Regions from separate parts of the Gossypium hirsutum genome. Here region 1 is linked to region 2. The links are chromatin contacts, called in public Hi-C maps. All regions are on one chromosome and are shown on one strand. The core of a region is the stretch at or near the end of the contact, and the rest is flanking DNA. Distances in the headings are between cores, read along the strand shown. Region 1 overlaps LOC107938836 (a long non-coding RNA gene). Region 2 has its middle 5.5 kb from the start of LOC107925439.

Region 1 (7,249 bases), core at 4,497-6,996, 42 kb after region 2:
GCACAGACATTCCCTTTTTTACATGAATTCATTTTGCTTAAGCTGCCAAAATAACAAACTAAGGACTTCCAATTCTGTGAATTTTCTGGTAACTTTTTATTATTTTTGGGTAGGAAGAACGCTCTAAGTGTATGACTACTTAATTTATTTAAATTAAACCAATTTTACTATTCCTCTTCTCTTGTTTCCATCTGTATAAAATTCTGTCTTTTATTCTATTTTTTGGGAAAAACTAAAATGAGAAAAAAAAATTCTATTGTGGGTTTTTCCAATAGACCAATAAAATAAAATGAATTCTGAATTCTTAACAAACCAAGGAAAAAGATAAGGTTGAGGGCCTCTTTAAAATTTATACTGTTTTTAAATAAGTCTTATTTAAGCATGAAGAGAGCAAGTTGTGCTTGTATGTAAGTTACCAAGCAGAAAGAGATTCAAATAATTAGTGGATGATAGAAATTTCATATGATCTTGAATTTGCTGCTCAATAAGTGATCATTCTATTTTGCCCGAGAGTTGTTTTCTCTCAAAGTAATGATATGTAATTCTCTTGATGTTGATTGGCTGCCTACTTTTATAGGATTATGAGCATGCAAGTTATAATCCTGTTGCCTTTGATATTACAAATCACTTCTGTGAGATGGTTGCCGGTTATACACAGAAACACCCCATGTTATGGATTATAGTAAGTATCCAGGTGAACCTTTTGGATCTCATTTTTTTTTCTTTTGGATCTTTCTTTTGATTTTTTACGTGTCAGTTGTTAGCTGCTTAAGGTGTAGGCGATAATACAGGATTGTCAATGACTCAATTCTGCTTTATGTTTACTATGCTTTTTAATATGTATTTATGATCTGAAATTTAAATAATTCATTTGGATGAACAACTTATTATAGTGCCTAAAATGTTGTCAAGCGGCATGCTTCTTTTATTTTCTTTTTAATATTAAATTTTGCCCATTTATTCTGTCAGTTAGAGCATATTAAACAATATATATATACATGCATATATGTGTGAGTGTGTGTCTCCCTTTTGTTAAATTCTTCGTTATGTATTTAATAAAGTCAATTTTGTGTTTGGCTGCAGGCATTAGTGATAATAAGATATATCATTATCACTTAAATCTTAGAGGAAGTGTTTTCGCCAGAAGGCTGACTAGGCTACCTTCAATTCCTAAGAATGATGCAAAGTTCAGGTACGCACCATACTTAAACATTTCTCTGATCTTAGGTTATATTTTAGCTTTATATTTTAATTATTATTTTTGAGTTTTAGAAAATGAAAATATTAGAAAAATCCCTTCGTTTATATTTGAAGTTTGTTAAAACTTGAAATGCTTCAAAAACTATTGGTTTTACCTGTGAATTTTACCTTCATTTGTTTTTTTTTTATTGTGTTTTAGTTGTAGAAATTAAAATATTTGAAAAAAATTGCTTATTCATCAATTTACATTTGAGATAACCTTGATTCTAAAACCATTGTTTTGAATATTTTTCAGCTTATTAAGAGAGTAAGATGGCATCCACTTTCACAGCCATGTCATCAGTTGGCTCATTCGTTGCATCCAATAGTTTGGTCATGGATAAGAAGCTTTCATCTTCTTCCAACACATTGTCATCTTTAGCATCCATTTCTTCATCTTCATTTCTTAGTAGATGAAATGTTGTTATTAGAAGATCTCGTCTGCCCAATATTTCTGCAGCAAAAGAGCTACATTTCAATAAGGATGGGTCAGCCATAAAGAAATTACGAGTGAGTCTTTGTTTCAAATGCTAAAAAGTTGCCTAACTGGTTAAGTATTCAACTGAACTTCACAGCCTTTATATGTTTGCTCTAGCTTACCTCATGTTCTTTTGTTGTAGACTGGTGTGAACAAGCTTACTAATTTGGTTGGAGTCACTCTTGGACCAAAAGGCATGAATGCCACTTTTGCACTTCTGAATCTAACATGATTAGTACTATTCAAATCTATAATATTTTTCCCCTCTGTTTGTAGGTTCATTAGCATCTTGTCCTGATGAGAGTGTAGTCTCTGAAGCTTTAAACTTTGCATTGCCCTCCGAGGTATTAGAATTCCTAGTTCAAAACTTAGTAATTTGTCTTTTATAAAAGACCAAATTTCCAATTTTCAATGTTGTTTAGGCTCGTAAACAAGATGCTGTATTTGGACTTGCTGTTAGTAAAGGACTTGCTGTATTTTATTTATATCTTTATATTTAATCTAATTTTTATTATTTATTTTATTTTTGATTCTATATTTTTATTTTTATTTTAATATTTAAGATAACTTAGAGTTCTAACTTTTGGATTTTATTTGTGTTATTAATTTATTATTTTAAATTCTAAATTTAAATTCTTCAATTTTAATATTTAGTTTTAAAGTTAAAATTTTCATAGAAAATTTAATTTAAATAGTATTTTTTATTTATCCTTAAAAATATATAGTTTGAAGTTCAAATTTCAAAAATAAAACATAATAAAATATTTAACATAGAAATAAATATTATTTAATTAAAATAAAATAATTTTTTTAAAGGCCATGATTTTTAGCGGCGTTTGTGGGAAAAGTGCCGCTAAAGGTCATGATCTTTAGGGCATTTTTGGGAAAGCGCCGCTAAAGGCATGTTTTTAGGAAAAGTGCCGCTAAATATCATGACTTTTAGCGGCGTTTTTTTCATAAACGCCACAAAATGTTAGCGGCGTTGTCTTTAGTGGCGTTTTTTGTGGCGTTTGTAAAAGTGTCGCAAATAATTTTAGCGTCGCTTATAGACCTAAAAAAACGCTACTAAAAACCTGTTTTGCTGTAGTGGTGCGGTATATACACTCTAGCATACTTGTTGGACCAACTTATGCGATGATCACCCTTAAATTTCACTTGTCGTTGGGGTAATGATCAAGTAAGCTCTTCATCTTTGGTTCAAGCTTGAATTCAACCACTTTGGTGACAACAACTCATTCAATTAGAAGGCCCATGATTAGGGCGACATCTTCCAAAGCTATTGTCGCTTCGCTACAAAGGAAGTAGAAGGTAAGAGTCTTTGGTCTCCATATTTCCATCAGTGTTGTGAATAACAACGATTGCAATAGAATAAGAGGTATTTTGGCCACCTTTAAAAAACTCGATATATCTAGACGATTTTTAAGATGATTGCATTATTTGTTTAGCATCTGATAATTTACAAGTCTAAACCAGAAAGTTTCATTCTTCAACCTAGATATTAAATTAAAGAAAAAATTCAATATTCTATAATAAGCATAAATTTAATATAAACGATAAAAAATCAGTACTTGCTTAAGTGATAACTTAATTAAAATTACCATATCAATGACTACAAGAGCTATATGATTCACTTGCTTCAACAGGGTCATACTAGAGTTTCAAAACATCGAATTAAAGGAGAAAAGAAAGATTATGGAGAGATTTTTTAGGTTAAGAAATAAAAAATGGTGGGAGACAACTTCAATTGAGAGCTATAAGTCAATTTTAGTTTAATTCCAAATAAAATGTTTTATTTGCAAAATCATAAAAATTTTAAAAATATTAACTTTACTAAATAATAAATACTATTTTTATATAATAAATCTTAATTCTATTATAATTTAAACGTATTTAATTTTTTTTAAAATAATATAACAACTAAATTGATTTATCTAATAATAAAAAAATTAATTTAATCCAATCTCTCCCGAATACTTTAATTAAAAATAAAGTATTGGTTACATTATCCAAGTACCTGTGCACGTCCAAAAAAAAAGTATAGCATAACCCTTGCACTTCTAATATATAAATGAAAATTCCAGTATTAGTTTTGAAAGTCAATACAACAAATACAAAATCTTAATTCATAGCGTTTACTTTCATTTGTGCAGCGACAGCTTTTAATTAATTAACACTAATAGAGATTGAGATTTAATCACAATTAATATCTTTGTTTGGAAGGTTATCACTTAATATTTTTTTAATAGAAATGTCAAAGGAGTAAGTAATACAGTATAGATTACAAATTAATCCAGCTTTGCTGTTCCTTTTTTTTCACTGCATATACAAGGGAGAGAGAGGGATGGGTGATATACAACTTCAACCCTGATTTATAATACCAAGAAACAATAACTTTTTCACACAAACTTCATTATGACAAATGTCAAAGCAAAATGGGAATGGTTAAAAATGTAATTTAGTTGAAATTGGGTAACATCAATTTAATTCAAATTTTCTTAACAAAAGTATATGACTATTTATTTATTTTACTATCTTCAAATAATAGTGATTGTGTGAGGGATCATAATGCTGAGTAGATTATTGGGTTCGTTAAATATTTGAGTAATTGCACTATTTTGAAGGTAAAGTTTTGGAGGATATTGGATGGGTTGAATATTATTTTGGATACGCATTTCGAGAGAATTCTAATCCAAACAGATAGTATTGAAGCTATTAATGTAATCATGGAAGATTCTTCTGGGAACTCTAATCCTGTGATAATCAGGAGAATTCATCATATTCTGAAGAGGGTGGAGCAGTAGAAAATTCAATATATTCCTAGAGAAGATAACTCAATTACTGATAGTCTAGCCAAGACAGTTCATACTAGGAGATTAGGCTTAAGATTATTTGAAGATCCTCCTTTGAGAGTCTAAGTTTATTAACTTTGTATTTTTTATTTTATTCACCAAAAAAAATATCTTCAAATAAAATAACTTGAATAATTCCTCAAACAAATCATCTCGGTAAAAAAAACTATCATTCCTTTTTTTTTAAAGACTATTATTAATGTAAAAGATAAATATAGATCTTTTTACATATATTTTATTCCATTCACATAGTAAATATGATATAAATTAATATTTATTTACGAGTGTGATATTAATATACCTTTTATAATATTCTTGTTAAAATAATTTAATAATTTTAAATTTTTTATACAATTTCTATTATTACCCACACTCCCAAACCATTAAATTAGAAAATAATATGAGCTTAAACACCGGTGAACTTACATCCTTTTAATAACGAATTACAAGCTTCAAAAATAGTTGATTGGGTTTCGAGTTTGAGTATTGCAACTTGAGCTTGATCAATATTTTAAAACGGACCTATTTTTTTGTCTAAACTTATTTTTTAGTTTTAATATTTTTTTTAAACTCCTAAATTCTAAGTGGGCATTCGTACTTAGATAAGTACCTTGACCCTTGATCATATCTAATATGAATTAAAAAAATGTTGTTAAGGAACTTCTAAGTTGTGGTCTATTGGTGAAGTGTTTACTTTTCTTAGAAATAGTTTAGGTTTAACCATAGGGGTTAGGTGAGATGAAAAAAATGTATTTTACCTTAACCAATAATCAATGGTTCAATTCTCACTTTTGATATAAAATAATTTTAAAATTCGTAGTCAACGTCTACTTTTTTAATGAACTTACAGAATGCAAAAGATTAATCACAATGCTTCTTTCAATGAATATATTAAAAAAACAAAAAAAATATCTAAATTTAAATCATTATTATACCTAAAAAATTTATGTTTTTAAGAAAATATATATCATTATTTTAATAAACTATTTAAACTAAAAAATAAAGTCAATACCAATTTTTGAGAATACATAAATAAAATATTAGATTTCAGCAACGTAAAACTATAAAAAAACAAAACAAGATTAGTTGCTGAAATAAATAATGGAATGACGTGAGTTGTGGTGTGTACAATGTAAAGGTGCATTAAGGGGTAATTAAATCAGCAGCCCCTCACCATCAGCTAGGAACAGTTCTTCGTTGACTTAATGGCTAAGGGTCGTCGTTTTCTTGTATGTTCAAAGCACCATATTTCCTTTGTTTTCTGTGCAGATTTCTTGAACACACAAAACCTTATTTAATTCCATTTCCAGTCACTTATATAATTTGATGTTTGTCGTGGACCCCCAACTTTTGTCTATTTCTGCCAAAAATATCTTCTTCCCTATTTTCGTAGACAATACTTGTCAAAACCCCTGACTCCACATAACTGTTATTATCATTATAAACTAAACTTAAATATTTTTTTTCTACCTAAATCTTATGGGTAAAAGTAAAATTTTCATAAAAAAAATGATTGTCAAAATTAGTTAACTCAATAAAAATTTGTAAAAAATTGAATTATTCATAGAAGAAGAATTGATCCAGTTGAACTGAATTTAACTTAATCTAAATATTTAAATTTTTTGCCATAATTTATACAATAAATTTTTATAATTCTATTATTATTTGTTTGTATTTTTTTATGATTTTAAAATTTTTTATTTTGTAATAATTGAACCGAAAATCAGTTTTATGAAGGATCCAATTTTTACAGCATTATCCTAATTACAAAATGTGGGATTATCCATGCTAATCCTATATTCTAGAATCATATATTTCATATTTGGATGGAAAAAAGTTACTTCTCGCCAATAATATGACGACATTAATGCACCAGTATCGGTAGTGCCAATATTTTAACAATAATCTCAACGCCACTATTTATTGGGAAATCTTATATTATTTTGTTAATATGAGATTTACTCTATTCTTAATCACTTTAATTCATTTTTATTAAACTAGCTAGAAAATAATAAATACTAATGAATTAAATTATACTAACATTTCAATTATATTCATTATAAACGATTTTTTTCTAATATTATTAATTGACATAAATTAAAGAAATTTATTTACACCGGTGTAAAATTAGAGTAGTTTTACACACTCCAATATTTTTTGTATGATTAATATTTTAACATCAACTATCATATTTTATGTTTCATTCACATATATTACGTTTGTCAAGTTTTTCTGCATATTTGTTTTATATAAAAACTTTCTAAGTGTTACATATATATATTAATATAAAGAATATTTTAGATCAATATAATAGAAATATTGAATTGATTTAAAAATTTACACGCATAATAAGTACAAAAATATCTTAATAAATTCAACGATTGAATTATTAAAATATTATTACATTATCTTAAATTTTAATTAACTATTATAAGTGAGTTTTTTTTTAAAGCAACCAGGGATATTTATTATCTGAAGAAAATTAAAACGTCTGACAAATGTACTCAAAATAAACTTAAACAACAAGTAGAAAACTCTAGAACAAAAAAGAAAACACATTAAAAATTTTTATATCCCCGTCATTTGAAAATGACCTGTCCCCAACCTTCCATTTTCCTACTTGACGATTCAGATTCATTGGAGATAGGGCCTGAGGGTAGATGAAAACGTTTCTGATGAAGGG
Region 2 (6,799 bases), core at 3,092-5,591:
TTGCTATGTCCAGGGATGGTCATTGAGAAAATGCTCATTAATATATAAACATCCAATGAAGCACGAGTGTTTAATACATCTCCATCATTAATGTTCCAGCAAAAATGAAAAAAACAAAATAGTACAACAAAAAGAAAAGAATAAAAAAGAAAACAATGAAAACATAAACTAAGAAATATGATAATAAAGAACAAATGTTTAGCGAACAAAATCTATATTCAAAAGCTTATAAAGTAGTATTTATAGTCTACTAACATTTAACCTAACATTGACCATTATGTCCATAAATGAAAAGAAACTTAAGCTTGTTTGGACACAAAATTATTCTTGCAGTTTTTCACTCGTCTAGTAGTAGTGTCGCGACACCCAAAATAGTGGTGAACTTGTGGGTCTTGGGGGTCTCAATGTCGCAACACCTATTGGTTGGTGTCGCGACATCACTAGATTTGGTCTGCAGTACGTGAACAAGCCACTTTCAGTACTTCCTCCGTCAATATCCCAGTCCCATGCATCAGATAATAACAACATGGCATGCAGTAAATAACAACAGTCAAACATGCATTTAGGTCAATTTAACCCTAGGGGTATTTCGGTAATTTATCTCCTAGGGGTAAAATTGTAAATTTTCCACTTTTAAAGGTATTTCAGTAATTTGTCTATTTTAGGGTTTTTCATGCATATTCCTACCTTTCACGTACTAACAGAATCACGTACCGAGGGTTCTTACCGAATTGAGCCCGTTGGCCCATCATTCCAATTTTGGCCCATTAAGCCCAAAAATATCGAGGGCACAGAAATCATGCACTTTGCAGTCCAAACATTGCAGCTTACCAAAAACATTAATCGATTTACCTCACGAGCATTCGCACACTCGCAAATCTACAAAATACCGGTTTTCGGCATTTCGGCTTTTTGGCTTTTGCCGATCTAGACTAAGAAAGAGGGTGTTAGTTACACACCTATTTGCGACGATATGCTGACGAGATCCACACACGAACCGCCTACAATTGGATTACTAACACGTTAATCTAACTATTCAAATACAAACTACGTATTAACCCCTTACAATATTTGGCCAACCACACTTACAGATCATAGTAAGCTTATAAGAAATCAATAAGCAACTCATTAACAAATTTTTGTCAATGTTTACCACATAATCATAATTTCACTGCAAGCTGTCTTCCTGAGCAACAGTCACTAAATTATTTATAACTGGAGCTACGAAACTCCAAATCAAGTTCCGTTAATTTTCCCTGAAAATAGACTCATATATCTTCTATCCATAAAATTTTCAGAATTTTTGGTTTAGCCAATCAATACCACATTTTTCTCAAAGTTTCCCATGTTTCACTGTTTGACTAATCTGACCACTCTTCATTACGAATCAAATTTCTCATTGTACAGAATTCAAAATATGTTCTTGTTTATTTCATTAGAAACTAGACTCAATAAGCTTTAATTACATAATTTATTCAGTTTCTAATTCATCTCCCACAGTTTATGGTGATTTTCCAAAGTCACGTTACTGCTGCTGTCCCAAGCAGATTTATTACCAAATCACTCTTTCACACATACCTTGCATGCATGTTATTTAAACATGTATATCACCAATCAATCATCACATATCTATGATTTTACTTAAGAATAATCTCCATTTCATCATTTTAAAGCACAACATGTTAGCTGATTTTTCCCTTTAACATCTAAGGCACATGCATGCTCATTTGTTTGGCTCAACTTCACCTATCTTCCATTTTTTTCATCAAAAGAACATGAAACAACAACCATTTCCTTCATTTTAATTCATGACTAAATGCTCACAACACAACTAAAAACCAAAATATGCTTCAAGAGTTAAGGTAGAATCAAGAAGAACTCATGAACCTCAAAATAGAAGCAAGGTACCAAGAACTTACCTTCAATTTTCCTCCTCCTAATGACCGAATACTCAAGAGCTTTCTCCTTTCCTTTCTCTTTTCTAACTTTCAGCTATGATGAACAAAGATGGACAAAACTTTGTTCTTTTCACCCTTTTTTCTTTTAATAAAACTTCATATTTCATCCATTTAATTCTTTAATACAAAAGACATGAAATTCTTATCATGAAACATTTACCTAACCCATTATCATGGAACATTTACCTAACCCATTATCATGGAACATTTACCTAACCTATTATCATGGAACATTTACCTAACCTATTATCAATTTGTATCAATTTGTACCATAAATTATGGATATCAAGTGCACATTTTGTCTACAACAACATGATGGCTGGCCACTTCATGTAAAATGGGAGGTTTGTCATGGAAATCCTCCTATTTTGCACTCCTATTTATTTGGTCACTTCAATTTAGCCTATAGCATTTTCAAACATTTTCACATAGGTCCTATTTCATAATTTCACTCACAAATGACAAAATTAAAGCATGAAAATTTGCCAACATTCACAGAATTCCCGAAAATTGGGGCGTTACAATCACGACTTCGGAGGCTTGGTATCATGACGTTGGCTTGGTGTCGCAACATCCATCTCTCGGTACCATGACGCCACAAAAATAAGCTTCCATGTGATTTTTTGTTGAAATTTTGCATCCTCAATGTGAAAGGTCTAGGCTATTATCATTCCCCTACACAAGCTCAATCATATCATTAAGTTCCCTATGGTATCGTTTGTCTAATTTGGGTCTCAAAAGGGGCAAAACTCAACAAAAACGTCTATTAAGGTTAGAACTAAAAACCGATAAAAACATATAAATGACACTTAAATTGCTTGAGAATAAGTTCCTCGAGTGTAATGGAGAGCCTAATTTGATGTACGAAATTATGACAGATCATATTACTAACTATGTTGATCTAAATGTGTGGCATAAGAGGCTTGGTCACCCAACACTTGATGTATAAACCAAAGATTAACAACTTGTAATATTCCTGTTGTAAGAAATTGCAATCAAATTCTTTGTAAAGCTTGCTAACTTGGAAAATTTTACAAGCTTCCATTTCAACCTTATGTTGCTCAATATAATGAACCCTTAGAAGTAGTGGTAGCAAACCTATGGAGGTTTGGATCAGTGTATTCAAATGGTTTCTCTTACTATTTAGCTTGCTTTGATATGTATTTAAACACAATTTGCATTTATGAATTTTCATAGCATGATAGAGAGGCGACTTGGCTCTAAGTTGAAAGTATTATAAATAAAAGGTGGAAGGGAATTTAGTACCTTGGTTTCATACCTTAAGACCAATGACATTCTCTGCAAATTATCCTATCCACATACCTTAGAACATAATGGTCTTGCAAAAAAATAAAACATAAGTAGTTTGTTGAGGTTGGCTTTTCCATACTAGCTCAAACATCCATGCCTCTCAGTCACTAGAATGATGCCTTCACAAGTGTTATCTTCCTTATAAACAAACTACTTGCCAAGGCCTTAATAAGCACATTACACTATGAAAAAACTTTTCAAGTTAAACCTGATTACACCTTTATGAAGATTTTTGGTTGTCTATGTTATCAAACCTTAGACTTTATAACCAAAACTAACTTCAATTTAGATCTTACCTTGTACCTTAATTAGTTATTCATCTACATTGTAATGTCGTAAAATTTTCAGTGTCATAAATTGCATTGTAATGAGAATAAAGCTAGTTAAATTCTTAAAAACAAGCTTTGTATCATTCACAATAATTTTAATTAATAAAATTTGACATCAGAAAAACATCGAAATTGAGTAGAATTATAGGTAGTTAAATTGAGACATGGAGAGAACAAAGTGGCAAGTTAAAAGTGAGATTAAGATTAACTGAAGTATATAAATGAGGGAGCATTAGAATAGAAAATAGCCTAAGGACTAATGGGCAATTGGACCGTTTTAAATTAAAAATGTTTAAAAAGAAATTTTATTATATCTATAATATTTATAAAATATCCAATTGAGTTGATATCATGAGTTAATATGATACAAAATTAATTGAGAAATGACTAAAATTAAAAACAAAAGAATTATTATAAAAGTATTTATATGTGTTTTAATAATTTAAAAACTATTTTAAAAATAAATAATTTAAATTATAACTGTAAAAGAATCCTTAAAATGAATGAGTGATTTAATATATTTTAGATGCGGGATTTATACTTTGTATTTTTTTTATATATTACTTTTTTTTTCTTTACCTCTAATCTAGATGTCACATAATACAATACGTGATAGTTAGCTTTTAATCCTAGGCCCAACTGAAAAAGACAAAGTACGACCCAATAATGTTTGCTACATATATAACTATTTGTGTTCAGGTGACGTAAGAACCCAAACCATCTCTTTCCCCACCCCCTTCCACAAATATGGGCTAAAGCATGTGTTCTCCCTAGCCATTCGTATATAAATATCCAAGCAGACGGAGGAACATTAACGCTTTTCACTTTCTTTTCCGCATCTTTAGGGTGAAAAGCGTGAATGCGAATGCTCGTACTTGAATGTTTAACAAAATGTCTTAATTCTCAAAGCATACTTTTCTCATAGATTGAGTGTGCGACTGAAATGAAGATTGCCATGGCCCACACACAAATACACACTTCACTTAAGAAGCTTGAAATCTGATGATGAGAGCATGAAGAAATTGGGACATGCATATAATACCAAAATAATGTTTTGTCTTAATCCAGCTAATCCTTACATCCATTGACCAAAACAAAAAATAAATACAAATTAATAAAGCTTGTCCCATTGGGTAAACGGCTATGTTGTTTGGAAAGCTTAATCTATCAAGTATCATAAGAATTTTATACTCTTACAAACTCTCAGTTCTTTTAATCTTATCAAATTAATATACATAACTGTATTAGTTTTTATATTCTTCTTGGTTTGAGACCTTTTGTTACTCGATAATTAGATTAGAGTAAAATTAAATTTATAGTCAAGTTGATTTGAACCCTTAACTAAATAAAAGATAGAACTTTCTCTATTCGAAACTTTACTTAAAAAATATCAATCTTCTTACCACTTGATCCAACATATTTTTGCTACAGACATTGCATTGAAACAAATTAGCATGGCAATAGTCTATTCTGTTTCTAAACTGTTAGAATGCAAATACTACATATGTGAAAAGTAGAATAAGAGAAACTTTCACGCAAAACTCAACTGAAAATTCTACCTAATTAAAGCCTACCCCCTTCTAGATGTTATTGGAAACAAGCAACAAAAAAAAGCTTGTCTTGAAAAAGTAAAAGTTTGGGGGACTAAAATAAGATTCATTCATATCCCTTTAATTTGTTCTTCGAATATCATATGAATATGATCTCAAGTTGTGTAGTGGACAAAGAAAAGTTAGATTCTTTCCAGAAAAGAGTCTCAGTGAGAATTGCATGTTAATGGTTTTGTATCTATGTAGATTCTAAACTTAATCGAATAATGGGATTGATAATATAGATATCTTTCTTTTTGGCTTATATTTGCTGACCTAGATGTAGGGCTTCAGCTTCCAAAAAAGAATATAATATTGTCACCAGTCCCTATACTCTTTGGAACTTTGAAATTTAGTCCCACTTCTTGTTTTATTTATAAAATTGACTTCTGTTAAATTTGGATATGTGTTATTTTTAAATTCAGGATTCAAAAATTGAAATGCCATCCATTGATAGAGTTATCATTTGTACTTTAATTTTCAGTTTAAACAAGTAAAGGGATTGAGGTCTTTGTAGTAGGGTAAAACTCGGCATAACTAGCCAAAACATGTAAGGTTTTTGCTATATATTATAAAGGTGAAAATCTGTCATAAGTTCTTATACTTTTTGAAAATTAGAAATTTAGTCCCTTTACTTTTTAGATTTTAAAATTCAGGTCTAATGTTTAACACTATTAAATTTTCCTTGTTAAATTTGTTGTTGTGTCATTTTTAAAATTTAAAAAACACTCACTTGGTAGCCATGTAATTAAAAAATGACTTTGTAATTAATTTGAATTTAACAAAAAGAATAATAGTATTAACAGTTTGACCTAAATTATGAAATTTGAAAAATAAATGGACTAAGTTCAATGAAATAAAAAAGTATAGGGACTTGTAGCACATTTTTACCTATTATAAAAGGTAAAATTGTGCTGCTACTAGTGTTTATACTTCGATAAAATTTGAAATTTACTCTTTGTACTTTAAAAGTAAAAAATTAAATTTTTTACTTTTTCAATTTAAAAATCGTAGTCCAATCATTTACAATATTAGTATGTTCTATAAAAAATTATCAACTTCGAATATTTATTTTCCATCAATTACGTGTCAAGTTAGAAACTTTTTTGACAGAAAATACTAGTGATGTTAATGACTAGACTAGAATTTTTAAAATAAAAAAGAAAAAGTAAGAAGATTTTACTTTTATCTTTTTACATACAAGGCTTAATCTATAATTTTTCCAAAGTACAAGGACTGATGATGTTATTTAACCAATAAATTGTCCTAAGTTAGATCCTTTTCGTCCTAATTCACGACATCTTCAAGAAATTGTTGGTGGAGAAAAAGTCAAAAATAGGAGGCTTGTATATTTCTCACGTGAGGAAAGTGTTTAAAACTTGGAAGTTTTTTTTTTTTGGAAATGAAAAAAACTTTGCTTTCAATTAGAACCCTTTGAAAAAACCTTCTTACCTAATCTCGTTGGCGAATAAGGAGAACACCATAGAATATATGAGATAAGTTGCATATTTTTCATGGATAAATATTAAAATTATACATGAATTATGATTTAATATATAATTATATATATGAATTTTAATTTTATGTAATTTTATATATGAAATTTTGATTT

What was found. Hi-C and Micro-C count contacts between places; a contact is called where the count stands out from the background.
Region 1: a contact with region 2 is called in a Hi-C map of leaf, with 1.8 times the contacts expected there. The contact joins two enhancer-like sites. A contact is called at or near these places in 4 of 34 Hi-C or Micro-C datasets (fibers and leaf).

Annotation. Positions count from the first base shown.
Region 1 is chrA13:7,393,830-7,401,078 of Gossypium_hirsutum_v2.1, forward strand. LOC107938836 (a long non-coding RNA gene) reads left to right here. Exons shown (of 5, transcript XR_005907416.1): 2 at 578-682; 3 at 1,084-1,192; 4 at 1,496-1,749; 5 at 1,860-2,240. Among protein-coding and RNA genes, the nearest start is that of LOC107938836, 3.9 kb to the left of the region's middle. Within about 2 kb of position 5,747, at least 3 of the 9 cell types and tissues checked have an H3K27ac peak or open chromatin away from gene starts, as enhancers often do. A contact at or near this core is called in leaf, where this site is marked.
Region 2 is chrA13:7,352,865-7,359,663 of Gossypium_hirsutum_v2.1, forward strand. No RefSeq gene overlaps it. Among protein-coding and RNA genes, the nearest start is that of LOC107925439, 5.5 kb to the left of the region's middle. Within about 2 kb of position 4,342, at least 3 of the 9 cell types and tissues checked have an H3K27ac peak or open chromatin away from gene starts, as enhancers often do. A contact at or near this core is called in leaf, where this site is marked.